Linked DNA regions of Sus scrofa: regions 2 and 3 are each linked to region 1. The links are chromatin contacts, called in public Hi-C maps. All regions are on one chromosome and are shown on one strand. The core of a region is the stretch at or near the end of the contact, and the rest is flanking DNA. Distances in the headings are between cores, read along the strand shown.

Region 1 (2,700 bases), core at 197-2,696:
TGGGACCTTCCATATGCCGTGTGGCGGCCATAAAAAAACAATAATAATCATCATAATAAAAACAGGGCAGCATCAGTGTTTATTAATGCTCTGTGTGTGCATTGGTATCTCCTCCCTTTCCTATCCTTTTCTCATATCACTGAGAAATTACATGAAATACAGCATAAGGTAGGTGTTCGCTCAACATTTCATGCAGGCCCTCTTTGTGCTAAAATGGCCATATGTTTGATCAATAGGAGTCGGGAACAAAGTACCCTGGGTCAAGAGTTGAGTAACTTGGTCAATTCTCTGCCCACACAGTTCAAATACTCGAGAATGTTTATTGCCGGGTTTTTTTTAGGTCACGGAACATAATGTCTAGCTGGAGGTACTATTCATTTTAGAAAAAAAGTTTTTGCATTTAAGTTTGGCTGGTTAGTTACAATAAGATGGGTAGAATTATGAAACTCTAACTTTTAGGCATTAGTTATCTGAGCAATTACTGAGGTCAAAGCCTCCTGGACCTCTGAATCTGCTATGACGGAAATCAAGATTAAGTCCCTCCTTCCCTAAGTGATAAGAGATTCACTATCAAAGGGAACAAGATATGGACCAACAGGGCCCACAGCAGTGTTTATCAAGACATGAGTTCCAGTTCTGTACATGCTGCTACAGAGATTCAGGTCAAGCTTCACTAATTATTTCCTTCTCTGAAAATGGGAGATGGTAGTTGATTACCTTTAAAGTTCCTTCCAGCAGTAACAAACTAACAATCTGGCATCCTAAATACCAACTACCCAGATACCCTTTCTGAACTTTGAAGAGACCCTCCTTTCCCCAGCCCTCAGACACTGCCTGGGCCACAGAAGATGACTCTGCTTTAACAGGTTCATGGTACAGGTTGACCTGGCGCTTAAATTGTATTTCATGGTGGATTTGAGTATAAAAATCACTTAAAATAATTTTTCATTTAATAATTTTAAAAAATCTGATTGCAGAAAGTATATAGTTGAGGTTTTTTTTCTTTAAGGATGCTTCCAAAGGATAGATACCTCTAAAGAAATCCCCTCTAGCGTCTATGTTAATGGCTGTTATTGATGTAGTGTTGGTTTTAAGAGATCTCAATGAATTAGAGAGAACTTCTTTTTCTCTCTCTTTTAAGGTAAGCCTGTTCATGTAGCTGCTTGCTGGCAGCCTTTCGGTAGACATGCCAGAGATGAAATGAAATGCAGATGGGGGGGAGTCCTTCTGTGTTGGAGTTATCTAGGTTGACCTTGTTCCTACTCCTTTAAAAGGGTAACAGTAAAGCCCTTTGAGCAGAGAGGAACTTTAGGGGAGAGGAAATTGGCCTCCATAGGCAGTCTGATACTTATCTGTAAGTTTGGTTTGCTCAATGGCTGCTGCCTAGCTTGTGAGGCTTTAAGAGTAAAAGAGTGACAAAGAACAGAATACCAATAGGTCATCTCTGAGCCTTGCCCTGTTTGTTCCTCCAACAGAGGACCTGATGGAGTTGTTCAAACTAACTGAAGATAAGAGGCATTTGGTTTGTCAATAAACAACTAGGAAAGCATAGATCTCAGCAAACTAAATAAAAAAAAAAAAAAAAAAAGGACTGAGTCACAAACTCATAAATGTTTAACTTCTCCAGGGTCACCATTACTGGAAATTAGTTATTTGGGCCTTATTTCCAACAGGTCTTAAAAATATAGACATTGTATTATATCTTTACTTAACTGTTATTGTTAGTCTCATCATTTTGAATAAGAGGAATAAAGTTTTCACAATGGTGAATCATTGCTCTCAGGTTATTTTAAAAAGTCTTACCAACTAACCAATATGAAAATGATTATTAAGATTTTGAATCTAGGTGCTCCTGTCGTGGCTCAGTGGAAATGAATCTGACTAGAATCCATGAGGACACAGGTTTGATCCCTGGCCTCGATCACTGGGTTAAGGATCCAGCATTGCCATGAGCTGTAGTGTAGGTCACAGATGTGACTCAGATCCCACGTTGCTGTGGCTATGGCACAGGCCAACAGCTGTAGCTCCAATTCAACCCCTATCCTGGGAATTTCCGTATGCTGCAGGTGCAGCCCTAAAAAGACCAAAAAAAAAAAAAAAAAAAAAAAAAAAAAGATTTTGAATCTAAATAATGTAAGTGATATCATTTCAGATTTCTTGTCTTTAAATCACATGTAGCAAAAGCAAAGTGGGATGATAGTTGAGATTTAATTGACCTTACAAATAATGGTCACAGTTTCTTTACTTTCTGGACAAAAATATGCTACATGCGCAACATCCCCACGGCTGTTTAGTGCACTTCTCTTAAAGATGAGCTAGGGCTCAAGACTACAATTGAAAACATAGGATTTCAAGCCAGCACTTGAAGTTTTAGACAGAAGAAAAGCTTCTGTAGTTTCTATTACTGAGTAAATACCGCTAAGTCACCTGTTTCTTTTCCTCTCCTCTCCTTTACTATCCTCGTCCTGTGGCCTCAATAGCAGGATTAAGCTTAACAGAAGGCAGTAAAGGTCATTTGTGCTCTCGTTCTAAAACTTATCTTAATAGACATTTAACTGTCATAATTTTTTAAAAGACTTTAGAGCAGTTGTAGCCTCACAGCAAAACTGAAAGAAGATGTAGAGATTTCAAATGTACCCCCAACCCCCACACACGCGCAGTCGCCCCTAACAGCAACATCCCTACTGGAGTGGGGCATCT
Region 2 (2,700 bases), core at 15-2,514, 220 kb before region 1:
TAAAATATGGTGGAGCCACTCAATCTACACTCCCTGTCTTTAACTTTCCTTTCATAATTCTGACATGCTGGTTCCTTTGTATTTCATTCCTGGTGAATTTCTTAGGACAACCTTCCAGTCCACAAACTGTTCACCTGTGTATAAACCTATTTGTCTTATCTATGGAATTGTCTTCAGTCTTAACTATGTATTTCATTTGCAAGATTTCTAATTGGTTCTTTTTCTCATCCATCTATTGTCTTATTTCTTCCTCTTTTGCTTCGTTATTTCTTGTTATTTTTGAATTTTCCCCATATTTTATCATTTTGAAGAAGCTAAGCACACTCATTTTCAGAACTTTTTTTCCACTATTCTAATATTTTAATCTTTTTGCTATTGAACTAACGTGTCAATAGTTGCTTTTGTGGGGGGGTCTTTCTCTGTATTTTATTTCTTTGTGTATTTGAGTGCTTCGGTTTATAAGTTTTTCTCATACTAAAGTTATTTCTTCCCTCATTCCACCATCACTGCCTTATTCCTATTTAGGAGTTTTGTACCTGCTTTCACATAGCCTTCTAGGATCTTTTAATTCTGAACCAATTTAGGAGATATTTAAAATTCAGTCACCAACCCAGAGACATTCCTTGCCTGTTTGTTAGGCTATAATTGTGTATGTGCAAAAGTAATATCAAAGCATAAGCTTTAAAATTCCATATTGACCAAAACTGTGTTTTGTATGCTAAATAAGTGGCCACCTTGAAGAACATTCTTTTGGCAAGGTCATGGTGTTAATTATTTCAGAATCGAGTCAACGTTCAAATTTCTAAAATGGATGCTTTGGTAGAATTCTATGAAAGTAGTTGTATTTTGCCCACGAACTATCTCCAGAGATCGTTCAAATTTCTTTTACCCCTGTAATAACAAGATTTTCAATTTCAGTCTTGATAATTTCATTTTAAAAAACTATAGGCTGGTGACCTTATTTATTTCAAGGCCCTAGTCAAACTCATGGTGTCCATTGCTGAGCAAGGTAGCCTAATGAGAAGGCTAAAATACATCAAAAATCCACCAGAAGTCTATTTCTTACAAGGATTTCAACCGGAGGATAGGACTGGGCAGTGAAAGAAGTACTGAATATTTATTTCTCTGATTATCCTAGAATTAAACCAGAATCTGACAGACATAGCAGCAGGGATCTGAAACGGCAGCTCTATGCAGGGAAGAGAGCATGTGGGGATATTTGAACAGTCAGGCACATAGTGGCAGGAATTCTCTGCATGGGAGGAGGGGCAGGCTAGTTTTAATTCAACTGCTTCCTAGAAAAGCAGATTGCCCAGAATCCAGGACTGTGTCCCTGACTGGAGAGTCCAGGGGCGTTTTTCATTGACTCTACAGCTGGAAAAGTCCCAAGTATGGGCTTAGGTTCACCAAAATGAACAATTATATGTAAAGTTTGACTGAGCTTGCTCAGAGAGATTTCCCTCTGGAAAAAAAAGTAGATGCTTCTTGCTAAACCATGCCACAATAACTCCAAAGAAATACAGAAATTTGATTTTTGAACATTTTCATCTGAATTTAAGCCTCTTGGGTGATACAATTGAAAAACAACATTTCTTTACAGTGAAAATGTGTTTGGCAGTCCCTCTATATACAAAGTTCAACTTTAGGGCAAAGAAAAAGAAACACTCATTATGTAATCAGGTCAAATTATTGGTTACTGAGAAGAGTTCCTGGTTTAGACCTCATCTGTTATATGAAGTAGATATTAGATCTTCTATTCTGCCAGTGCCATGTTCATCACAACAGTTCTTTATTCTAAATATGTTAACCTTGGAAGACCTTTCCCCAGGGCTTCTTATTTATTTAGATATTGTTATGTAAGACACACAATAGCATCAGTGAAGGCAGAGCTGATCCCTTCTTAACTTTCACAAGAGGACTGGATAATACATAAAGGAACTGGTGCTATGAATAACAAGAGGTATTTTTCTATTTCCTGGGTAAAGAGGGCAGGGAGGAGGGGTGAAGACCAAGGGCAGAGATTCCTCACAATTGCAGTTTAGGTGATGGTGAAATGGATGTGGAGATTCCATTCTTCCTCTCTCTTCTCTTTCTTTCTCCCTTTAACTCAAACTTGGTCAATGTCAAGACACACATTTTTGGTCTTTCCACTTAAAGTGAAAGACACAGGCTGACATCATGTTTGCTGGGTATGACCTGCAGATCGTTTTTAAAACTTTTGAGTAATATGATGAAAAAATTAGGAATTTCACCTAAAAGTCCTGATTTTCTACTTCTGAGAAATTAGAGAATTTGGCTACCCTAGACCTATTGCCCATCAAGGCAACATCTGGCAAGATTTAGGCAGTGGCAAAAGTTCACCACAGGTCCAATCTATTTTAATTAATTAATTAATTAATTAATTTTGCTTTTTAGGACTGCACCTGCCACACATGGAAGTTCCCAAGCTAGGGGTTGAATCAGAGTTACAGGTGCTGGCTACATTACAGCCACAGCAACTTGGGATCCAAGCCACATCTGCGACCTACACCACAGCTCTTGGCAACACTGGATCCCTGACCCACTGAGTGAGGCCAGGGATCAAACCCACATCCTCGTGCATACTAGTTGGATTTGTTCTGCTGAGCCACAATGGAAACTCCCACAGTTCCAATCTTGTTTGCTTCCCTTGTTATATAAAGGGTTAGGTTCTTTAGGCGT
Region 3 (2,700 bases), core at 115-2,614, 250 kb before region 1:
AAATAATCTAGATTTTAATGGGTACTCTAGAAAGCATCCAGCTCAGTTTCCCACCCAATAAATAAGTGAATGTACAGTAACTTCCTCAAGGCCTGGCACACATTAAGTGCTTAATAAGCATTAATTCCTCACCTTGTGTGAAGCTCATGGTGGGCTGTGGTCCCAGCCTTGACCAGAGCACTTTCACTTACTATGCTACAATTTTATGAAAGGTCCTTCGATTTTAAAAATGAACAGTTCTCCCTTGAAATGTAAACACCATGAAATCAGTGACTGTGTTTTGTTCAAAGTTGCATTCCTAGGGCCAGAATAAGGCCTTACACATGGCAGGTACTAGAAAAAAAAAAAACCTATGTTTTGAATATATAGATGAATGCATGACCAATTGTCGGAAAAGTTCGAGAAACAGCACTTTTTGCTTAAGTAATGGGTTAGGGATTCAGAGGAAGAGCTGGTATCCCAGCACAGCAAGCGGCCCTGGGGGGAATCCTTTGAAGTCATGTGACACTGGTAAATGAATGGTTCCCAAATCCCTGGTCTGCACCTTCTATCCCAATATGAGAATCCATGACAAATGTAGGATGAGCTTATCTCTGGATGAAATTTACAGGCAGCATAAGGAAAGCCTGAGAAAACCACCAACCATGAGATGAGCTGTGGCCTCCCTCCTTCTCTTCCTCTTCTTCAATCTCCCATCCCACTCCACAGAGAGCCCTGATTTGTAGCCAATCATCCTTATCTCTGCAGCATGAAATGACAGGAAATCAGGTCATCAAGGAATCCAGAAAATGAAAATTGAGAACAAAAATCTACTTCAGTTGGCAGTATGCCCAGGTGGGATTTGGTGCTTTGGGCAGCTGATTCTTCAATGAGGAAATAAAATGGGGGAGATCTAAAAAATTTAATGTATTTCATTTTTAAAATGAAATCAAATAGCCCTGTGTTATCTCCTATAACATTTATCAGTCCTTTCAGGAGGGCAAATTTCCTACAGAATATCTGAAAAGCATTCCATCACATAACACTACTACCAGCTTTCACAATTTAGGAAGAAAATCATCTTTCTAGGGCAAGAACCTCCAAGCCCACCCCTGCCATGATACTTCTGTTTGTTTGCAAAAGACTGGTTGTGTCCCTTGGGTGTTTGTTGATCAAAGTTCCAGTCGTACTGCTGAACGAGTGTTCCTTTTTTTTTTCCAAAGTGATTATTAAGCCACTTTAAAAACACTTTAACTTGTGGGTTTACCTCACTCTGTTTGAGTCCAAATTTCACAATAATATAATGAAGCAAGCCCTGTGGTGCTGTCTATGTCATTTTAATTTAGCAGGAAACCACAACCTTGTACATCTTTTCCAAGTGCCTCCCCTCGCCCCTGGCTCCATCCATGTCCAGTGCCGTCTGGCTTTTTTTCTGGCCTGAGTTTCAGCATTGCGTACTTACTTCATTAACCCTACAAGTCTTCAACTCTCCCTTATCACTTTGCAAACGAGTCTGCCCCCTATTCCTGATGTCAAATTGCAAACTCTTTTGTGTGCTTTCAATAATCGCCATTTTAATGTACAAACTGATTGGAATGCCCAAGAGCTGGTGTCATTTTTCTGTTTGCTTCAACGGGTATTTTGTGTGAAGTGTGAACTTGGGGAAACATAAAAAGAAAAAAATTAAAAAGAAAGACTGTAAGAATTGGGAAAAAAAAATCATGAACAATGTTTCAGGGAGTAAACCATGAATAAAGGACACATTAACCGATCTGGTATTTTCTTTATATCTTTTCTTTATGATTTGCTCCTGATGGAATGACTGAACATTTATTTAGACTTCAGATACTATCTTCACACTGTTTAAGCACTTGATTTACTTTAGCATTATTTGGCCAATTTTAAAAGGTACTTAATTGATGTTAAAAACATATTTTAAAAGCTATCACTAGTCGTTTCTCTTGGAAACATCCATTTCCAAAATTTTTCTGATTGTTTATGGCCCACAAAATGCATAGGGCCTTAGTTTTCATTCACGATGTTATAGAACTATCTTTTTTCATATTTCCAAAAAATATAACTACAGATATTTAATGTTTCTGATATACTTTATAAAAATGAATTCAGAAATTTCCATATGATTATTACCTAACTGCTACTAGTGATAAAGTGTTCAATTGCCCATATTGTGATAAGTGAGCACAGAAATAATATCTACTCTAATGATATTTTAAAGAACAATTCTTGGCATGTAATGTAACAGAAAGAGATGCAAACTGAGTTGATGAAGACTGGAGTTTTCTGTATGACCGTGGGAAAGTCCCCTGACCCCACTGGGCTTTATTAAGGTCAGAGAAGTTAGGAATTAAAACTAGGGTCATTCACCTCCTTTCACTTTTTCCCATATCTGCTTAAAAAAAGTTTACTTAATTTTTTTTTTTTCAAACAAACATTGGGAAATATCAAGCTAAACTTTAATGTTCACTACTTCCTTACCATCTTTGGTTTTCCTCTCTTAAAAATCCCTTTCTTTGAAGCTGTGAGATATATTTAATGAAGCAGCAATTTTTTTCCCTAGCTTTGACCTGAAAGGTAAATAATCTAATCTTGCATCATCAAAAGCCATTTTTTTTTCCAGAGCATTTATCTCATACTCAGAAAACAGATGTTAAATGCCAGAATGAAAACAAGTTATATACCAAAGTGCAAATCCTTGTCCTT

Evidence for each region. Hi-C and Micro-C count contacts between places; a contact is called where the count stands out from the background.
Region 2: a Hi-C map of liver shows a contact between it and region 1, with 5 times the contacts expected there. The contact joins two enhancer-like sites. A contact is called at or near these places in 4 of 47 Hi-C or Micro-C datasets (embryonic fibroblasts, liver and mesenchymal stem cells).
Region 3: a Hi-C map of liver shows a contact between it and region 1, with 2.4 times the contacts expected there. The contact joins two enhancer-like sites. A contact is called at or near these places in 5 of 47 Hi-C or Micro-C datasets (liver and skeletal muscle).

Annotation. Positions count from the first base shown.
Region 1 is chr15:117,710,892-117,713,591 of Sscrofa11.1, reverse strand. All of the region lies in intron 15 of FN1 (fibronectin), which reads left to right. Among named protein-coding and RNA genes, the nearest start is that of FN1, 25 kb to the left of the region's middle. Within about 2 kb of position 1,446, at least 5 of the 83 cell types and tissues checked have an H3K27ac peak or open chromatin away from gene starts, as enhancers often do. A contact at or near this core is called in liver, where this site is marked.
Region 2 is chr15:117,927,050-117,929,749 of Sscrofa11.1, reverse strand. No RefSeq gene overlaps it. Among named protein-coding and RNA genes, the nearest start is that of FN1, 190 kb to the right of the region's middle. Within about 2 kb of position 1,264, at least 2 of the 83 cell types and tissues checked have an H3K27ac peak or open chromatin away from gene starts, as enhancers often do. A contact at or near this core is called in liver, where this site is marked.
Region 3 is chr15:117,963,330-117,966,029 of Sscrofa11.1, reverse strand. No RefSeq gene overlaps it. Among named protein-coding and RNA genes, the nearest start is that of FN1, 230 kb to the right of the region's middle. Within about 2 kb of position 1,364, at least 6 of the 83 cell types and tissues checked have an H3K27ac peak or open chromatin away from gene starts, as enhancers often do. A contact at or near this core is called in liver, where this site is marked.